Regions from separate parts of the Mus musculus genome. Here region 1 is linked to region 2. Evidence: chromatin contacts called from public Hi-C data. All regions are on one chromosome and are shown on one strand. Each heading gives the region's core, a stretch centred on a gene start, on an enhancer-like site or on the middle of the called end of the contact. The rest is flanking DNA. Distances are from core to core; before and after follow the strand shown. Region 1 has its middle 52 kb from the start of Gm36603. Region 2 has its middle 4.8 kb from the start of Gm43522.

Region 1 (5,192 bases), core at 2,446-4,945, 290 kb after region 2:
TAGCTTAATCTAGATTACCACTCACAAGTGTGTCCAGAGGCTAATCTCTCTCTCTCTCACAGGTGTGCTGGAGGCTTGTCTCCTAGGTAATTCCAGCTACTCCTTAGGTTAACAATCAACACTAACCATCACACTCACAAGTCCCACAACTAAAATGTCCCAGCTAGGTGCAGTGATGCCCACCTGTAACCCCAGCTACTCTAGGGACCTCGATAGCAGGATTACTCGAGTCCAGGAGTTTGGGGATAGGTTGAACAACATAATGAACCCATGTCTCAAATTTCTAAAAAGTGGGGGTGCTGGAAAGGTGGTTCGAGCAGTAAAAGGCCTGCTATGTATGCAGTGGGACTGAAGATCAGATCGCCAGAAACTACTTCCCGAAGCTTGTTGTAGCTGTGCATGGCTGTAACCCAAGTGCTTGTGGAGGAAGAGGGCGGAGATGAGTGGATAGCCAGAGCTCAGGGCCCAGCTAGTCTAGTCAGCTGTTGATCACCAGATCCAGTGGGAGATCTTGTCTCAATGGATAAAGAGCTACTGTGGAAGACCTCCAGGCCGTGGCACCTCTGGCCTTCAAGGGCCTGCACACCTAAGCGTGAACACATGTGCGTGCAGTCTCCTGAGATTTTACTGTTCCTTCTGGTTACCCTTTTATTTATCAGTGAAAAATGGGTCACCAATTATGCCAGTTGTAAACGTCAGAAATGCAATACAGAAGGACCCAAGGGTTCAACCCCTTCCTTTTTCCGCTTTGTTCCGATCCATTCCCACCAGCATCCATTAGCATTAGTGGAACCTGCCACTACTCGTTCATAAACCACATATTTCTCTCTCTGTCTCTTGCTCCCTTGCCCCTCGCCAGCCTGCTCCCTAATATCACAGATGTCTTTAGTCCCTTGTCATCTGGATGTCTCCAAACATGCCCGTGTTCAGCACACAGCTAATCACTCTAACAACATGCCTCTCTGCCCCTTCATCGCCTTCCCCGTGACCACCCCCAGTTAGCTTGAGTCAACACAACAGGACCAGCAGATGAGACATAGGAATGGCAAAGCTCTGCGTCCTGGCCTCTGGAGACAGTCTGTGGCTTGTGTCTGTTTCTGCCACTTGGCAGCTGTGCGGGGTTGTGGTGACCTTGGAATCCATCCACGTGATAACAATAAGGACACACCTGCACCCCAGGCTCCTGAGGATAGCGATCAAGCAACTTAAGCATATAGCAGGGACCTGGCATACAGTCGGCAAGAATAAACAATAATTAGCATTATTTTTCTTATTTCTAGCTCAGGACAGCTAAGCCTTTCTGGAGAAAATTGCATATTCATGCTGCTGGGCCCCATTATAAATGTATGAGCTCCGTCCTCAGCTGGGCCCGCAAGTGTTTCTCATCTATCCCATTTCCGTTCTCCATACCAGCTGTTTCAAACCCTTAACCACTTTCCTCAAGGGTCCTGCCAGCTCAGTGACTCCCTGGTTCTCTCAGCAGGTGGCTTAATCTTCTCTTTCACTGAAATAACAGGTGCCAGGGAGGAAGACAGACATCCACGCCTGCCCTGAGTCCTCCAATCAGCTCCGTCTTTGAGCCTCTTCTGTCCCACTTCACTTTTGCTTAAAAATTAATTAATTAATTTAATTAAATTTTAAAAGAAATTTCCCGGTCACTAGACCACTACAAAATTATCTACAAATATTCATGGCATGCCTAACTATAGGACAGGCCTGTGTGTGGTGTAAAACCACCTGCTAACTAGAAGCACTCTGAAGGAGAAGTCAGATCTGCAAACAAACCAGAATCCAGCCCTAGGATTCAAGTCTCAGCTTGGGATTAGTGAGGCCAGCAAAGGTTAACCAAGGTGGTGGTCTCCTGTAAGGGACCACACTTGGGCCAAAAGCTGAAGAAACAAGAATGGCCAAGTTGGGGGAGAGAATGAAGCATGAAAGGAAAGAACGTGGGATGTAGAAAGATTACAGGGATGCTGGAGAGCCAGTGATGAGCCTCCACTGGACCACAGATTGAAGACATCTATCATTGAGATAGAACCACTGGGCTAGACGCTCAGCTTCAGACACCAAGAGTAGCTAAGAACGGGGAAGCCAGCCAGACCTGCAGGTGTGCTCCCACCCAAAACATCTAGGATGATCCAGAACATCTCCAGCCAGGAAATACACAGCTCTTATGGTGAAATACTGGCCAAAATTGGCTAGGGAAGGAAAGAGTTTATTTCGGCTCACATGTCCGTGTCACAGCCTGTCACTGATGTACTGATGGGTTGTTTGAAGGAAAAGTCAACAATTGGTCTCTCTTCTGGCCAGTGATGTTCTTGCTACTACTGGCTTGGTTGTCCTTAGGCCTCCTGCCTTGTCTTTTCAATTTGCACATTGCTTTCTTAGCTTTTAGCTTGTGTCTGTATTTTACATTTATTTTAACATTTGTGTGTGTGTGTGTGTGTGTGCGCACATATGCGTGTGTGTTCACACATGTGCACGTGTGTGCTTTTGAATATCGGAGGACGATTTGCAGATATCAATTCTTTCCTGCCATTTAGGTCCCAAGAGTTAAACTCAAGCCATCAGACATGGCAGTGCCTTTACCCAACGACTCATTCCACCACCACCCCCAGCCCGTTATCAGTTTTTGTCAGTTTTTACTTTAACAAATATAACTGGATTTTATATTTCCATCCAAAACGACTCAGAATCTGGATAATACTTTCACACAGCCATCTAGATGATATCCTCAGCCAAGCTTTAACTTCTCTCCTTCCTCTCTGGACTCACTGACCTAAATACATCTGTGGTGTATAAACTGTTGTGTGTTGTCATGTGGCTCCTGCTCTAAATATCTGCATTGGGCTTTAGAACTGTTCGTCAGATAGGGTAAGCGTGATAGTCACCATTATGTTCTGTATTTTTTGGTTTCCTTCTTGAATCTTTTATTCTGATTTATTTTTCATTTGGCTCCAGTACTTCCTTCAGTAATGTTTTAAAAGGAAGAAATCTATAGGCAGCCTGGTCTCTGTGTCCACCCCGGCATATTAATCTGGTTGTAAAGGGGATTCAGAGCCGCCATTCTTTTTTCCTTAAAATCTATCGTTTCTTAATGACCTTTGCTGTGGAGGAAAAAAAGGAAGGCAGATTTTAATCTGATAATCTTTTTCAGTAAGAAGTAACCTCATTTTTCTAACCCGAGTCTTAGATTATGAACTTTTACAATAACCTGAAGTAAAAATATTTGCTCTAGATCAGTGTTTCCAACCTTCCTAATGCTGTGACCCTTTAATATATATAGTTCCTCGTGCCATGGTGACCATGAGACCATAAAATAATTTCTGTTGCTACTTCATAACTGAAAATTTGCTACTGTTATAAACCATAATGAAAATATTCGTAAATATGCAGTATGTCTGATATGTGACCCCCCTCACCACTGCTCTAAAAGAAACATTAATTTCTATAACAATGATTTAATTGTCTCAGAAAATGTTTTAAGATGATGTATTATACTAGATGAATAGTGACTGACTTCTACCAAGCATGTAATATGTTCATCATTTTTCCTCACTGTGACAAAATTCCCAAAAGGCACAACTTAAAGCAGGAAAGACTTGGGATCAGTGGCTAGGGGCTCAGCCTGAGGCCTCTTGCATCTGTTGTTTCTGCGCTGTGGAGAGCTAGACGGATATGACAGAGACACTGTTGAGGGCATGTGGCATGTGGCAGGGCACAACACCCTCTTCAAAGGTAACTTACCATCAACTCACTCCTTCCAACTATGTCCCATCTCCTAACTGTCCACCCTCCCCCAATGCCATCAAGTGACAACTCCCACTGATGTTAGCCCATGGGAGGCCAGAGCCCTCATGACCCAATCACTTCTACAAAGCTTTTAACACAGGGGACATGTCAGATTCAGCTCAGGACAAATCCAGCTAGTGGGTTTTGTTTGCTTGGATTTGGTTGTTTGGTTGATTGGTTGGTTGGTTTTGTTTTTTGTTTTTTAAAAGTAACAAAGCAGTAAATGTCCTTGTGGGAGTAGGTGTGGCCTTATTGGAGGAAGTGTGTCACTGTGGGTGAGCTTTGAGGTTTCAGATGCTTGCCTGAGCCAGACCCAATGACCCGATCCTTCCTGCTGCCTGCTATTCGGATGTAGAACTGTCAGCTAACTCTCCAGCACCAGGTCTGTGTGTGTGTCACCAAGCTTCCTGCCATGACCATAATGGACTACACCTCCGAACTGTCAAACAGCCCCAATTGAAGGTTTTCCTTTATCAGCATTGCTGTGGTGGTGGAGTCTCTTCACAGCCATAGAAACCCTAACTGAGTCACAATGCATGCAATCAACACAGGAAGATGTGCTAGGAACATTTATATATATATATATACTATTTTCTTCAGAGCTTACCAAAACCCTGAAAAGTTACACTACCACTTTTAGAAGTGAGAATTCTTCCCAGGGGATCCAACATTCACTTAAGAATCCACCATGAGTGAGTAAGAGGTAGGACGAGAGTTTGAGCCCAAGATGAACCGTCAGCTCCATCGCACATTCTCTCCATGGTCATGTTTGTGACATGTCTACATCTTCAAAGCGCTAGGCCCAGAGCCATGAGGGACATGAGAGACATAGGTGAATGTTACCAAGCCCCCACTCTGAAGTTGTGATCCAGGCAGCACCTATTTTACGGACTTATTTTTGGAAAGAGAAAAGTCAGCAGTTTTCTTCTTGTTTGTAACATTTAATTAGGCCAAGAATCCGTGAATCAGAAGAAAAATGTCCTAATCCAGGTGCATTTTCTACATTAGCATTTAGGGCAAATTGCCCAGAAATCCAATACTAATTTACCCCCAAGATCTCAGCCCAGAATTACTGTTGGAATTTTGGCAAGTAGACTTCCCTGAGGGGAACAGTCAAATTAAGGAGTCTTCTTGAAGAAAAGGTGTTAATGTCTTGGGCAACAGTTCAAAGCCTGGTGTTCAAAGGTGGGGAAGGGTCCCCACCCAGGCAGTACTCAGTGGCAAGTGAGGTGAGCTTGCCTGTCTCCCTCCCCCTAAGCTGCTTACAGGTGGGTTTAGTGGTGGGGTTCATTGCACAGTGGTAAGGTAGCAACCTTCACTTTGCACTCAAAGTTACAGAGGACTGTAGTTTAACTAGACTTCAAAACCATTGTAGCAGACTTGAGAAGCAAACCTTGGAG
Region 2 (5,321 bases), core at 766-3,265:
AGCTCTGGCTAGCTCCCAGCCTTTCCCCAACTGATGTATCCATTCTGTCATAACCCTCACCCGTGGGCATCATTTCCACTTGCTTGGTAAATAATTAGCCCGCCACCTGTGGGTACAGAAAGGATTATAAATATCTCAAGTGTTGCCAGTGATTGGAACTTCCTCTGATTTCACCTGCCTCCAAGAAGCTTCAGATGAAAACTCACCTTTAAGTAGGACATGGCCAGGAAGAAACACAACCAATAGTAGATGCATAAAGTGATCTTTAGGCTATTGTGATCAGAAGTGGGTCGTGACAAAGCCAGTAGTTTGAATCTGTCCAAGTTAAGCTCATACCCACGAGTCTTACCATGAAAGAAACAAAAGACTCCATTTAACAGGAACATTTTTATGTTAAAGGCATATTTTTTTAAAAAATAGACCTTATTCTAAGGCAAGTTTTAAGTTTGTAATAAAATAGAACAGAAAGTACAAAATTCTTTCATATCCCCAACACACACACACACACACACACACACACAACCTTCCTGACTACTGGTGTCCTTTACAGATTATCTGATAGCATCAGTGTTGGCACTGACACCTTCTTGTCACCCTAAGTCCATAGTTTACAACATGGTTCCCTCTTGTGTTGTGTAGTATAGGTTTTAAGACAAATTTCTGGCAGGTGCCCGTCTCTGTATGACCACACTCACCCCCGACTGTGAAACACCTTCTTCTCTCCTCTTACTCACCTCCCCACCCACTGATGTTCTCATCAGCTTCAGAGTTTTGGTTTTTTTTTTCCTAGTGTCTTAGAGTTGGAATCCTGAGAAAAGAGTCAAGATTATCTCTCTCATGAAGAGCTATAGGAACACAAAAGCTCCTATTTCCCTGGGAGTAGTGGGAAGGTTTTAGTACAGGTTAGGGACAGCAAGATTGGGAGAAGGACAGGAGAGTCAATTAAAACCAACAATGCACAAAAATGCCACAAGGAAATCTGATGCTTGATAAGCTAATTTAAAAAGCAATATAAGATAGAAGAATTTGAACAGAGGTGCCCTGCTTCAGTAGATAAGGAGATTTCCAGAGGACGTGGGTTATAAAGTGAAAATCCCAGTGCCAAAAGTGGACTGCCGCCCTATGTGTTGTTGGTTAGGGAGATCCTGGGGTCACCTTCCCCATCCCCCAGTGCAGAGTGATTGAAACTGCTTTTGGTTGCCATCAAGAACCAGACTGTATGACTGGGTCGCTGAAGACATCACATGTGTTGATCGGAGTACACAGATAAATCAACCAAACTGGAACTAGGCTAAAGGCTTCCTTATTGCTGAGTGGTCCTCATGGTGCTAGAAAGGTGTTATAGATTTAGGGGAATGGTTGTCATCAATTGTCTTACTCAGCTATTGACCCCAGATGCAACACTACCAATCATCCAGGCAACCTGCTCACCAGCACAATGGTGGCCAGTCTGTTAGAGGGCTAACCAACCAGCTTCGAATGGGAATTGAAGCCTGATTGACAACGGAGAATTCACCTCTAGTGCTGTAAATGTGGTCAAAGCCCACGGCTGTGAGAATCATAGGCCTTAGTGGAGAAGCCGCTATTTTGCTGAATGAACATGATGATCACATCAAACTGCCTTCTAAATAACTGGGTTTGTGCCCACAGACTAGTGCTGCTGTGTGCCGTAGCCAGAGAGACTTCTTTTTGCAGTGGTCAGTAGTACCCGGCTATCATGATGAGAGTAAGAGATGGGTGAATGCTAGCCAGAAGTGGGACATCCATATCTCCACCCCAGAGGCTCGGGGGACATTGTAGAAGGAAGGGTGGAAGGAATGTAAGAGCTGGAGGAAGTGGGAGAGGGTGCGGAATGCTGACTTGTGACCATAATAAGGCCACTGCACCCTGGCACCCAGAGCAGCTGGGATTGCCTGCACAAGACTGTGCCTGTCAGCAGCTTTCTGTAGAAGGGAGAGGCACTCATAAGGTCTGCCATTTCCTGAGGACTTACGTGCGTTTCCTGGTTGTCAGGAGATAGACATTTCCTTCAATGGTGTAACCCACAGTGTGTGATCCAGTAAACAATACCTGAGCTGAGCTCCTGTAAGCAACTGTAATGAAACCGATTGGACCATCAGAGCATAACAAATGTAAGAGTAGAAGGGACTAGCTGGGGGAGGAGAGGGGAAGCAGAGAGGATAACGGGTATGTGTGTGGTGATTATGATCAGATATACATGTACAAAGATGTCCTATTGAAACCCACTATTGATCGATACTAACAAAAATAAAAGATGGAACCACTTCTCAGGGACTCTCTTCCTGTAGTTGGCTAGGTTTTTTTTTTTTCTCATGTACTGGGGAATACAGAACTGTGGTGAACCAGAGCTTCCTACATAGCGGGTAAGTATTCTACCACCAAATTTCAGCCCTACATCTTTCCTTGTTTTTGTTTTGAGACAGGGTCTTGCTAAGTTACTCGGGATGACCTTGAACTTGCAGTTCTCTTGCTTCATCTTCTGAGTAGTTGGGCCTCTCTGGCCATGACCTTTGTAATTTCTTTGTGATCGTCATGAAGACTCAGTCCTACACAAGTCCTGCCTATATCCAGTCAGCTGAGCGCAGCCATGGCGTCACTGCAATTTCTTAGGTAGAATAAGTCCTAGGTTTTTATTTTTAACTTAAAATATAGTTTGGTTTCTATTTCAGTGCTGATCACATAGGCACAGGTGGCTCATGAAAATCCCGTGAGCTGTGTGTTTATGATATACACAACAAGTCTAACATATTAGCCTTTGAGGGGGGACTTTCTCTGTAGCAGGGAGACGACTTAACAACTGTTACAGAGAAACCTCACAAATCTGGAACAAGGGTATGGTGGGGAGGAGCGAGCATGCTCAGAGTAGATCAGCTCATTTTTAGTCATTCTAGTCAGTCAAGCACATTTAGTTCCTTGGTTTAGCGCCTCCTCTGCCCCCCCCCCCCCAAGAATGCAAGATGACATCGGGATTCTAACACTCATCTGCAAATACCATAAAATTAGGTGGGAAGAAATAATTTTCTTAAAATATGTGTGTGTGTGTGTGTGTGTGTGTGTGTGTGTGTGTGTGTGTGTGAGTGTGTATTTGAGGCAGAGGCATGTATGACATGGCACACGTGTGGAAGGCAGAGGACAACATGAAGGTCTGTTTTTTCCTTTTACCATGTGGGACTGAACTCAGGTCCTCAGGCTTAACCACAAACACCTTTAAGAGCTACCTTGTTGGCCTGGAGGCTTCTGCCTTATCATTTTCAGATAGCCCTTGCACCTCCCAAAGGCTTGCTTCCTCTTATGCAAACTGTTGAAACTTCGTTGTACCTGAATTATTAAGCAGCTATAGGAATGGTTGGCTGAGTATGCAAATTTCCATCTCCCTGTGTTCTCAGGGCTGAGGTTTCCTCTATAATTCCCAGCTGGGAGGAGGAGGCTGGTTGTTAGAGGGACAGGAGAGATGAGAGAAAGCAGCAGGTAGGACAGGATGGAGGGGTACATCTGTTGGCACGGACATGAGAAACATCACGGACTGAGGGATATCACACGGTGTCCGTGAGAAATGGTTAGTCAATATGTATTGATCAGCTGGTCCTGGTGGTACATGACTGTAACCTCAGGATTTCAGAGGCTGATGCAGGAGGATTGTGAGTTTCAAGCAAGCTCTAAGTTTTATAGGAAGACTTTGTCACAAAAAAAGTTGTTGAGTTCTATTCTTTGCCAGAATTTGTACCAGGTACTTAGAAGTCCCTTGCCAAGGAAAGAAGACATTATAATTGGCACACAGGCTTATGGTAATGAGGATCTATGACACTGAGAGATGTAAGACAAGATTCTATGACATTGAGAGCTGTAAGACAATGCCCACAAAGAGCTAATAGTCACAAAGAGCTTACTACATCAGGGCATCTCTTTAAGCACTTTGATACACTAACTTACCTAGTGTTCATAATAATTTTAGGAACTAGATCCTGTTATCTTTCTTGTTTTAAAGTAAGTAGACCGGAGCTGGTGGGATTGCAAACTGGTACAACCACTCTAGAAATCAATCTGGAGGTTCCTCAGAAAATTGGAAATAGATCTACCTGAAGACTCAGCAATACCACTCTTAGGATATACCCAAAAGATGCCCCACCATGCCACAGGGCCACATGTTCCATGATGTTCATAGTGGCCTTATTTGTGATAGCCAGAAGCTGGAAACAACCTAGATGTCCCATGACACAAGAATGGATACAGAAAATGTGGCTCATTTACACAATGGAATACTACTCAGCTATTAAGAACAAGGACATCCTGAGTGTTGCAGGCAAATGGATGGAACTAGAAAATATTATCCTGAGTGAGGTAACTCAGACCCAAAAAGAACATAAATGGTATGTACTCGCTAATAAGTGGATATTAGCCAAAAAGCAAAGCAAAACAAAACAAACAAGACAAAAAACATACAGAATACCCAAGATACAGTCCACAGAACTCAAAAAGCTCAATAAACTGAAGTGCCTAAGTGAAGACACCTCTGTCCCACTTGGGAGAGAGAAGAAAGCAATCACAAGTGGGGAAGGAGGGAGGGACCTGGGAGAGAAAGTGCATGGGGTGGGAGGAGAGAGTGGGGGTGAGAGGGAAACCTGATTTGGTTTTGGGTGAGGGAAAAGGACTGAAGCTGGCAGGGTTAGCAGAAAGAATGGAAACAGGCAACCTCAGGAAATAGGAGGTTGGGGGGGACCCTCCAGAATTTAGCAAAGACCTGAAGGTGAGAGACTCCCAGGACTCTCAGTTAGATGAACCGCCTAACAGTAGGGAGAGGGAACTTATAGAGCCTACTTCCAACAGGAAGACAGTGAGATGGGGTTGCCCTCCCACAGTCATATCTCTGACCCATAATTGTTCCTGGCTGAAAGAATTACAGGGATGGAAATGGAGAGGAGCCTGAGGAAAAGAAGGTCCAGGGACAGGCCCAAAGTGGGATCCAGCTCAAGGGGAGGTCCCAAGGCCTGACACTATCACTGAGGCTATGGAGCACTCACAAAAAGGGACCTATCATGACCACCTCTGAAAGACCCAACAAGCAGTTGAAAGAGTCAAATGCAGATATTTGCACCCAACCAACGGACAGAAGCATCTGAGCTCTGTTGTTGAATTAGGGAAGGCTGATCGAAGCTAAGGAGAAGGATGACCCTAAAGGAGGACCAGCAGTCTCAATTAATTTGGACCCCCGAGATCTCACAAACACTGGAACACCAAACAGCATACACCAGCTGATATGAGGCCCCCAACACACATAAAGTAGAGGACTTCCGGGTCTGTGT

Evidence for each region. A called contact is a pair of places that touch in the nucleus more often than the background predicts.
Region 1: a contact with region 2 is called in a Hi-C map of CD4 T cells, with 2.0 times the contacts expected there. The contact joins two enhancer-like sites. A contact is called at or near these places in 1 of 39 promoter capture datasets (the C10 cell line), 1 of 15 datasets of contacts at CTCF or cohesin (pro-B cells), 7 of 484 Hi-C or Micro-C datasets (CD4 T cells, CD8 T cells, bone marrow-derived macrophages and 2 more) and 1 of 115 datasets of contacts at active chromatin or transcription factors (large pre-B cells).

Annotation. Positions count from the first base shown.
Region 1 is chr3:131,053,351-131,058,542 of GRCm38.p6, forward strand. No RefSeq gene overlaps it. Among named protein-coding and RNA genes, the nearest start is that of Gm36603, 52 kb to the right of the region's middle. Within about 2 kb of position 3,696, at least 55 of the 459 cell types and tissues checked have an H3K27ac peak or open chromatin away from gene starts, as enhancers often do.
Region 2 is chr3:130,762,401-130,767,721 of GRCm38.p6, forward strand. No RefSeq gene overlaps it. Among named protein-coding and RNA genes, the nearest start is that of Gm43522, 4.8 kb to the left of the region's middle. Within about 2 kb of position 2,016, at least 8 of the 459 cell types and tissues checked have an H3K27ac peak or open chromatin away from gene starts, as enhancers often do.